Linked DNA regions of Xenopus laevis: region 1 is linked to region 2. Evidence: chromatin contacts called from public Hi-C data. All regions are on one chromosome and are shown on one strand. The core of a region is the stretch at or near the end of the contact, and the rest is flanking DNA. Distances in the headings are between cores, read along the strand shown.

Region 1 (5,447 bases), core at 169-2,668, 74 kb after region 2:
ACATATAAAGAGAGGCCCAGGGGTGTGCCCTGGGTGTTACTGGTCTAGTGTTAAATAAAATCCAAGAGCCGAATCTTGTTTAAAATCATCCTTTTACAAGCTCTAGTCACTCAGGCTGCAGTAACACAGTCAGCATTTAATAGTTTGTATTTTGTAAAATACACTGGCACTGATATACACAGATATGGCAATGATATGGCACAAATATGGCACAGATGGTCTCTACTCCCTTCAGTTACTGGCATCAGGATCACATATCCAAAGCTTTAATAGAATAAGCCTTTGTGGATAACAGTGTGGGGCTCTGGCATTGGTGAATTTAGGGCACCATGGGCCCCTGCACATGCTGGAGGCGGAGCTATAGGCCCCAGGCTGCCATCAGAATCACCTATATCATAATGTTCCACAGGACAGAAATGATTGGGAATGGGAAGTTGGGACGGAATATCAGAGACATTGTGATTGCCAGATATTTTGTATATTTGTACAGCCAGCAGTGCAGCTGCTTCTAATCAGACTGTAAGTGTGTTACATTGGATTTAAACCCAACACTCGTCCTAGAGACCTGCAGGGGTCTAATACAACCGGCAAACTCCCATTCGGAGTCATGGCACCTATGATGGGGAAGGCCCAGACTGATGGTAGAAATATACAAAGAAGGAATGTTCTGGGCACACAATAAGCTATACCAACATACTGTACTGTCTAAGGGAATCAATATGGTACCTCCTACTCATATGTATAAATATAAAGAGAAGGAATGTTCTGGGCACACAATAAGCTATACCCTGATACTGTACTGTCTAAGGGAATCAATATGGCACCTCCTAATCATATGTATAAATACAAATATAGAGAGAAGGAATGTTCTGGGGCCTGGACATACAATAAGCTATACCCTCATACTGTACTGTCTAAGGGAATTAATATGGCACCTCCTACTCATATGTATAAATACAAATATACAGAGAAGGAATGTTCTGGGTGCATAGGGAGCTGTGAGCCAAGGCTAATGGGGAGACCACAAAGCCCTGGAATAGGTTCCATTTCTCAGTAAATATTAGCAGGTGAGAACATTTGTTTCTGTTCCCCGTTTAAAATCAAACAGATCCAAACAAGAGCCCTTTGAGCCACTTTGCTGTGCCTAAGTATGGTTAGGTACCAGCAAATTGCTTCTCCGAGGGAAAATTCATGTAAATCTGAGCTCTGTGCCTCTGCCAAGACTGGCTTTACACTGCTGAAGTCGCCAGCAGCACTCAGAACTGGTGCCAGGGCCCCGGTGGGTGGCTGAAATTAAATAAACTGTTAATAAATAGTTTCTAAGGCATCTGGCACCAAACCTGACGCCACCAGAGAAAGCCGGCACTTGCATCTCGCAGCTGCACTGGGTTTATTGGAAGGAAGCACATTAGTGTGAGCGCACTCTGCTCTCTGTTGTCTGAACATGGTACTGCACTGCTCAATCAATAGGGTTACACAGAACTAATGAGTGTGATTGCTGCCTGTCACCATCAAATATTGCCCAAATGATCTTTATACACAGCAGTATCAAACCAGTACAGACATAACAATGACTAATGATTGCTGCCCAGCCCTTGGTATTGCTCAGAGCTTCCCAGCAGCTTGCTTATCTCAAACCCCTATAAAGCGGCCCATAGATAAAGTCATACCAATCAAAGGTTTGCACAATTTTTAACCATGTGTGTTGTCCCAACGTTTATTGTACAGGTATAGGATCATTTATCCAGATACCCAATATCCAGAGAGCTCTGAATTACGAAAGGGTCATCTCCCATACACTCTATTTTATCGAATAACCCAAACATTTAAAAATTACTTCCTTTTTCTGTGTAATAATAAAACAGTAGCTTGTACTTGATCCCAACTAAGATATAATTAATCCTTATTGGAGGCAAAACCAGCCTATTGGCTTTATTTAATGTTTACATTTTCTAGTAGACTTAGGGCATGAAGCTCCAAATTACGGAAAGATATGTTATCTGGAAAACCCCAGGTCCTGAGCATTCTGGATAACAGGTCCTATACCTGTACTGTGGCGATCAGTCATTAAGTCAACCAGACAGGTTAGAGCAAGGTCACACGGGGAGATTCGGGGAGATTTAGTCGCCCGGCGACTAATCGCCTCTTCTTCTGGGCGACAATCTCCCCGAACTGCTTTCCCCTGCCTTCCCGCCGGCTATAATGATGGCACTCGCTGTGCTTCGTTTTCCGAAGTCGCCTGAACTTTCCTCTTGAGGCAACTTCAGGCGAATTCGGAAAACGAAGCGCAGCAAGTGCCATACCACTGGTGAGTTTTTCATTATAGCCGGCGGGAAGGTATGGGAAGGCAGTTCTGAGAGATAGTCGCCCAGAAGAAGAGGCAATTTGTCGCTGGGGCGACTAATCTCTGAGTGTGACCTTACTCTTTCTGCATTTCTGTCTGCTAACGATAACGATCTCTGCATGTACACATATGGGACCTGTTATCCAGAATGTCTGGGACCTGTGGTTTTTCAGATAACAGATCTTTTAATGATTTGTATCTCCATACCTTAAGGCTAAGGCCACACTAGGCGATAGCGCCGCGATTTGACTCGCGGCGACTTTTCAAATCGCGGCGCTATCGCCTAGTGTGGCCTTAGCCTAAGTCTACTAGAAAATCCTAAAAACATAAAATAAACCCAATAGGCTGTTTGCCTCCAATAAGGATGAATTATATCTTAGTTGGGATTAAGTACAAGCTGCTGTTTTACTGGGTTGCTAGGATTCCACCAAACCCTAGCAACAGAGTCCAGGAGTAATTGGCTTATCCTGAGCTAAGACACACACACACACACACACACACACACACACACACACACACACACACACACACATATTCAAACTAGGGTTCCACTGAATCCACTAGAGTTATGGGACATGTTATCCAGAATGCTCGGGACCCGTGGTTTTGTGGATAATGGATCTTTTCAGAATTTGGATCTTCATACCTTAAGTCTACTAGAAAATCATGTAAACATTAAATAAACCCAATGCTTTTGCCTCCAATAAGGATTAATATCTTAGTTTGGATCAAGTACAAGCTATTGTTTTATTATTAAACAGAAAAAGGAAATCATTTTAAAAAATGTCAATTATTTGGAAAAAAAAAAGTTTTCTGGATAACAGGTTTTTGAATAACAGATCCCATACCCATATCAATGGGTGACTGTCACTTCTGTTTGTCGGACATAACTTTCATATGATTGCTGTCACGGGCAAAACATCGTCCGATTTGTTCTTTTACTACTTTATTTAATCTGAATGGTTAGTGGCAGGTTGGAACATTGGGACATTCGATCGTTCGTTCGCTACAAGGCTATAATCTGCTGAAATAAAAAGTACTGGCCCCCGGTGCTGATTAGTTGCTATAGGTAACGTACAGCTGATAGGAGGACTTTCATGTCCGCTTCCTTATCCAGTGTCTCACAAAATCTTTCTCCCAAATAAAATATCATAAGATCCATCATTGATATATAGAAGGATAAGGATATTCAACTATCCATGTGCAAGGTGACAACTCCATGTCATTTATATTCATGTACATTTATAGTGAATAATACACACAACCCAGGCCTCATAATACCAATACCAGAGTACATACAAGAAGAAATTCACAAAAGGTCAGTCAGTCGGGTTAAAACCGCCCAAACAACAAAATCCAGGCGCATATAGGGCAGCTTTAGTCTCACTTGACCAGAACATATCAATATAGATTGTGTATTGGTTGCTATGGGTTACTGCACCTACTGAGTCACAAACATCCAGTTGCTGCAACATTTGGGAGAAAGAAATATTTGTTCTATAAGATTTCTCTTGGGCTACAACAGTATGGTGGATATTACAACTTTGCTATACAGGTATGGGATCTGTTATCCAGAAAGCTCCGAATTACTGAAAGGCCGTCTCCCATAGACTCCATTTTATCCTAATAATGTTAATTTTTTTATAATGATTTCTTTTCAATAATAAAACAGAAGCTTGTACTTGATCCCAGCTAAGATATATTTCATCTTTATTGGAAGCAAAACCAGCCCATTGGGTTTATTTCATGTTGACATTTTCTAGTAGACTTAAAGTGACTTAAAGTGATGCTGACACTAAAAAATTATTCATCAAAATATGAATGGACATCAAAAGTTCCCTATAGCTCATGTTGATAATTTTTCACTGATAGGACTGCTTTTGTAAGTAATTGCTACTTGAATTTCCTAAACCATGCCAACCTGACTGTCCCTTCTCAACACGTCAGTTAGAGTGTTTAATGCTAACAGACTACTGAAGCTCAAATATGGCAGCACCCTCAGAGAGGAACACGGGGGATCAGATGGGTAATGTAAAAGCATCTGCAAATACTTTTATGGCAAAATTATAGATATCATTCAAAGATAATGTTATGATAGATGTAAAAAAAAGGTTTAATTTCTGGTGTCATTATCTCTTTAAGGCATGAAAATCCAAAGCAGGTCCCATACCTGTATACCTGTAGTGCTGAACATATACTGGAGCCCTTAAGGTGGTCATACACATAGAGATCCGCTCGTTTGGCGAAATCCCAAATGAGCGGATCTCTCCCCGATATGCCCACCTTGAGGTGGGCGATATCGGGAAGATCCAATCGTGGGCCCTAGAGCCCAAAGATCGGATCATAATGTATGGTATATGGGCGGTCGGATCGTGGGGCCGCATCAACGAACAGATGTGGACGCGATCCGACAGGATTTTTAGCCCTGCCCACCCGACATCTGGCCGACTTTAAGCCAGATATCTTGGGGAAGTCCGTCAGAGGGCTCCACACATAGGCCAATATGCTGCATACTCGGTCTGCTCTTATCGGCCAGTGTATGGCCAGCTTTAGAGATCACAACAAGGCAAAGCAAAGCGGTTTATTATTTTAGTGCAGTTGTTGTAATCCCCACCAGAGGGCGATGGTTGCAAAACACACAATAGGAAACCTAACACTACTTCCCCATTCGATTCCTTAAAATACTGGATATACTCATTTCCTTTAAATATTCTTACAAAGAAAAGGGAAAATGAAACTGCAGAGAGTCCAGGAAAGTTTTCTTAAAGGAAAACTATACCCCCAAAATGAATACTTAAGCAACAGATAGTTTATATCAAATTGAATGACATATTAAAGAATCTTACCAAACTGGAATATATATTTACATAAATATTGCCCTTTTACATCTCTTGCCTTGAACCACCATTTCGTGACTCTATCTGTGCTGCCTCAGAGATCACCTGACCAGAAATACTACAACACTAACTGTAACAGGAAGAAGTGAGGAAGCAAAAGGCAGAACTCTGTCTGTTAATTGGCTCATGTGACCTTACATGTGGTTTGTATGTGTGCACAGTGAATCTTACGATCTCTGGGGGCGGCCCTTATTTTTTAAAATGGC
Region 2 (5,272 bases), core at 1,060-3,559:
CTATGGACTGGGTATGGGGTACATTGAAGGCCTATGGACTGGGTATGGGGTACATTAAAGGCCTATGCACTGGGTATGGGGTACATTGAAGGTCTATGGGCTGGGAATGGGGTATTCTGAAAGCCTATTGGCTAGGTAAGGGGTACAGAATGTCTATGGGCTGGGTATGGAGTACATTGAAGGTCTATGGGCTGGGAATGGGGTACATTTAAGGTCTATGGGCTGGGAATGGGGTACATTGAAGGTCTATGGGCTGGGTATGGGGTACATTGAAAGCCTTTGGGAAGGGTAAAGGGCACAGAATGTCTATGGGCTGGGTATGGGGTACATTGAAGGCCTATGGGTTAGGTATGGGGTACATTGAAGGCATATGGACTGGGTAAGGGGCACAGAAGTTCTATGGGCTGAGTATGGGGTAGATTGAAGGTCTATGGGCTGGAAATGGGGTACATTGAAAACTATGGGCTGGATATTGGGCACAAAATATCTATGGGCTGGGTATGGGGTACATTGAAGGTCTATGGGCTGGGAATGGGGTACATTGAAAGCCTTTGGGCTGGGTAAGGGGCACAGAATGTCTATGGGCTGGGTATGGGGTACATTGAAGGCCTATGGGCTAGGTATGGGGTACATTGAAGGCATATGGACTGGGTAAGGGGCACAGAAGTTCTATGGGCTGGGTATGGGGTACATTGAAGGTCTATGGGCTGGCAATGGGGTACATTGAAACCTATGGGCTGGATAAGGGGCACAAAATATCTATGGGCTGGATATGGGGTACATTGAAGGTCTATGGGCTGGGTATGGGGTAAATTGAAGGTCGATGGGCTGGGTATGGGGTACATTGAAAGTCTATAGGCTGGGTAAGGAGCACAGAATGTCTATGGGCTGGGTATGGGGTACATTGAAGGCCTATGGGCTGGGTATGGGGCACATTGAAGGCCTATAAACCGGGTATGGGGTACATTGAAGGCCTATGGGCTGGGTAGGGCAAATGTTCAGCCCTTGTAGACACTGTGCCCCTTGCCAATCCCATCAGGTGAGCACACCTGGCATCCTCATACTCTCAGCCACCCAAGGTAGTAATTGGACTCAGATTAGGATTAGTGATGCTGCTTTGTCTTTTGAGACTATTGTTTTGATCCCTGCCATAATGCAAGGCAGAGCTGCTGCTTTTAGCAAAGAACGAAATAGAATTGTGAGCCCAATTAAATGAATTCCCCCCCCCATGCCAGAATAAGCAATTTTTATATCCGACAATGACACAGAAAGCTGGTGTGTTGTGACTGTCACTATTCCCAGAGGCAGGAATGCGTAGCCCACAGCCCGTCTCATTCTGGACACATTTAGCTCTGCACTTATCTAATAGGCTCTGCACAGCTACAAACAGGCCTTTCAGCACCTGGCACTGACATTTAAAGGGACAGCATCACCTCATCAACAAAATGTCATCTGAATTGGCTCTTGATGAAATTGATACTATAGTGTTGGCCAAAGGACCTTAGATTGTAAGCTCTGCTGGGGCAGGGGCAGGGACAGGTGTGACTGAAGAACAGAAAAGCTCTGAATACACATGGCAGCTCTATATAAATAACCAGTAATAATAACTGAAGGCAGTTGCAGTACCGCTTCTCACCAGTTAGGGGCATCACTCAACATTTCCCATTGGGCTGCAACAGAACAGCTCCACAATACCATTTATGCTGCAGGCAGGGCACTGAAGTTTGAAACAAAATAACCTAAACACCTACATGAAAGGGGAAGTTTGCTTAAAAATAAACATTGTGCTAAAGGTGAAATGAAGAAAGTCTTGCAGTTGGTCTGTACATTTTATAGATCAAATGTCAAGAGTCGGAAGAATATCAATGAATGGAAATACCTTCCAGTTTGGGTTCAGAACACACAGCACCAATGGTTCTCCTGCTTAGGGACCCAGATATATCTGTGTATTTATTCAATGACTGGTAAGTTTCTCCATAGATTCTAATGAAATAGCCCCCCCCAGTGGCCAAATGATCCTAAAAGGCTTGGCCAAAACTACATCTCCCATCATCCTCCACCAAGCAAAATCCACCATAAACAGAGAGAGAAAGAGAGAGTGTGCAGGAAAATGACAGTTTGCCCCTGTGATGTTTAACCCCCAGGCAGCAGCCCCACAAAGTGCACTTACCTGCCCTGCACAGAACCAGCATGTCCTTCTCTCTTATCTCTCCCTACTGCCAGCTTCTCTCACTCTCTCTGCCGCCTCCTATCACATTCACAGGCAGGAGGGGAGTCTGTGTCTCTCCTCCCCTAATAACCCCAATGCTCCTGTGGCCGACAACTCCCACCCTGACACCCTACCTCCCACCTTCCCAATCAGAAACAAACACAAGTGCCCTTTCTGCCCCCACCCAGTCTACACTCAGGATATATCAGCTGCTGGCTGTGGGGTCAGCAGGACCAGGTTTTAGGGTAAGGCAGGGAGTGGGGGTTTGTCCCAGGGGCCCCAGCACCACATGTTTGATATTTTCAGTCAAGTAAATCCAACCTGCAGCTCTCCAGCTCTTTGCAAACTGCAACTCCCAGCAACTCTCAGACAATCCACAATATAATATGTGAGTGGGGGGGTCGCTGTCTGTGTGAATCTGCTCTAAGACATGAATTTGCAACACAGAGGGGTCCCTATTGCAGCGCCTATAAGGCTCACACGGCCAGGGCCCCTGGGGTGACATTTTCTGGGACGTTTCCATTCGTTGGGTTAAATATAGAAGGAATGGAAACAAAGTAACAAGGGGGATGCTTAAGATTTATTTCAAAAGCAAAGATAAACCACCAGTTTATTGGACGTTACAGACGAGTAAAGGGGAATATAAACAAACATGGCGAGCGTTTCCTTCTATGGCCAAAGAATTCCCAGCCGCACGCGTCCCCAACTTAGAAATATTATTTATAAAGGATTATTGTGTAGCAGGTCTGCAGCTCCCGATGTGCTCAGAACCTGTGCCGTTTAACCCCTCGTGCTCCACTGGCGACTGAATGCGAATCCGCAAGCAGGCACTACAATTGTTTACTGGCCATTTATCTTCATTCCCAATAAAAAAAATCAGCAAGAGAAGAGGAGCAGCTCCGCTCTCTATTTGGCTCGTTCCCTTTGGGAGTTAAAAAAGACTGTGGAAACTTCCTCCTCTGCAAATTGGAAACACATTCGGGGGCACCGCAGGTATTAATAACTGTAAAGAATTGGCTTTATTTGGGAACTTGAGAAGGATTCGGTTACGGGGCTCTGTGAATACAAAAAAGGTGTTGCTTGGGGTGGGGCGGGGTTGCGTTAACTTGAATTGTTCCCCTGGAAGGGAATAAAATCAACAGATCTATCTGATGCCATGCTGTATATCTCACCTTTATACTGTAGTACTATGGCAGCTCTCACCATTATGTATAAGAAACAGAAAGACCTGCAGGATTCTGCTCCCAGGTTTAGCAGTGAATTGTGAGCTCACAGGAAACTGGGAAGTGGTGAGGTCCATGCCTGGGAATGACCTTGGGATGCCAGGAGCAGGTTAATATGTAAAGGGGGCTGGAGACTGGAGTTAAAGTGTAAGCCAATGGCAAGCACCATAGAAGGCTGGGCTCTTAGTTTTGTGGGAAATCCCCCCACCCAAACCAGGGTGATGACCCCCGACGCAGTTTCCTGGCTCACAGATAGAAGGTCAAGGGAAGGTAATGTCTCTCTAATACAGGTTACTGCCCAGGTCGCTCTCTCTCTCTCCCTCTACAGTCTGCTCATAAAATTGCAATGAGAAAACAAAAAAATTAATTTGTGAGCCCCGAGATGAGGACCCATAGGAATAAAAATATTATTTAGTGACTATAAACTCAATGAAAGGTTTTCTGGTGCCCTCTCCTGTCACAGTATAAAACTACACGTAGAATAATGTTAGAAAGGATGGATATACTGCTCAGACTTATCCTTTGCATTTTGCTGACTGCCCCCCTTTATCAGAGAGAGAGCAGGGTCCAACAGAATCCACAGAACATATGTACAACATCTAAACCCAGCAGGAAGCAGCCGGTTTCACTACACACTCCTTCTTGCTGCTGTCTGGCTTTAATGTGGGGATAACTTAGTTACACTCCCCTTTAAGCCCTTATTTTACAACAAAATGTCCCTGCGATGCTCCAGAAATATTCCTTCCAATGTTGCTCTCTTGCTTCCTTCCATACATGAGCACAGCAATTGCTACTCACAAACACCGGAATAGCAAGACAATGACTGGACACTAGGGGGCCCCTTGTACCAGAAGTCAGTGTGATAATACAACTATAATGGACCTAATACACAGTACACAGTAACAAATACACAGTAACAAATAAGGGTCAGGGAACCTGGGCAGATTCAGGGAGATTAGTCGCCAGGCAACAAATCTCCTCTTCTTCAGGCAGCAATCTCCCCGAAACTACCTACCCCTACCTTCGGCTATAATGAAAAATGCCCAGCGGGATGGCACTCACGTCGCTTGCGGAAAACAAAGCGCCGCAAGTGCCATCCCGCTGCCGATTTTTTCATTATAACTGGCGGAACGGTAGGAGAAGGCAGTCTGGGGAGATTGTCGTCCCGAAGAAGAGGCGATTTGCCGCAGGGGCGACTTATCTCCCCGAATCTGCCCGTGTGCCCTTACCCTAAATGCACAGAATTAATTCACTGTACTAATGTGACACTATTCACTCAGTTCATAGGTAAGTACAGGGCATGGACGGCCACTTACCTTTATCATTTACAGTTGCCGGGGGATTCAGCAGCTTTGCCTTTTCATGGTTGTTAAAGCTCTGACTACGCCTGCTGCCACCACCAATCTGCCCTCGGGATTTGTTCTCACTGCCGGCTGCCGGCCCCCTTGAGCTTGGGGCAGGGAGTCTGGGGAAACAAAAAGGCAGATATTAGACTTGATATACAGAACAGATATAAGGCAAAGAGACCATCCATTGGCCTGGATAGAACGACACACCTTCCCCATAGGGGTATTTTAGTGACTGGGGCAGCAGGGAAACTGACAATATGTCTAGCCCCATGTCAGATTTCAAAATTGAAGATACAAAAATCTGTTTGCTCTTTTGAGAATTGGATTTCATTGCAGAATTCTGCTGGAGCAGCACTATTAACTTATAACTCCAGCTCCCCTAGTGGCTGGTAAATGTAATTTCTGAGCTTTACATTGAGCTGGTGATGCAAGAAGATGAAAGTAGTAAGTGGACCCTCCTGACACCTTACAGGGGTGGGTTACACTGTAAG

The links. Hi-C and Micro-C count contacts between places; a contact is called where the count stands out from the background.
Region 1: a contact with region 2 is called in a Hi-C map of the XL177 cell line, with 3 times the contacts expected there. The contact joins two enhancer-like sites. A contact is called at or near these places in 2 of 4 Hi-C or Micro-C datasets (the XL177 cell line and the XTC cell line).

What each region holds. Positions count from the first base shown.
Region 1 is chr4S:21,193,068-21,198,514 of Xenopus_laevis_v10.1, forward strand. The region is part of intron 2 of nav2.S (neuron navigator 2); the gene reads right to left. Among protein-coding and RNA genes, the nearest start is that of nav2.S, 55 kb to the right of the region's middle. Within about 2 kb of position 1,419, at least 1 of the 7 cell types and tissues checked has an H3K27ac peak or open chromatin away from gene starts, as enhancers often do.
Region 2 is chr4S:21,118,657-21,123,928 of Xenopus_laevis_v10.1, forward strand. nav2.S (neuron navigator 2) reads right to left here. Exons shown (of 41, transcript XM_041561025.1): 8 at 4,749-4,897. Among protein-coding and RNA genes, the nearest start is that of dbx1.S, 120 kb to the left of the region's middle. Within about 2 kb of position 2,310, at least 1 of the 7 cell types and tissues checked has an H3K27ac peak or open chromatin away from gene starts, as enhancers often do.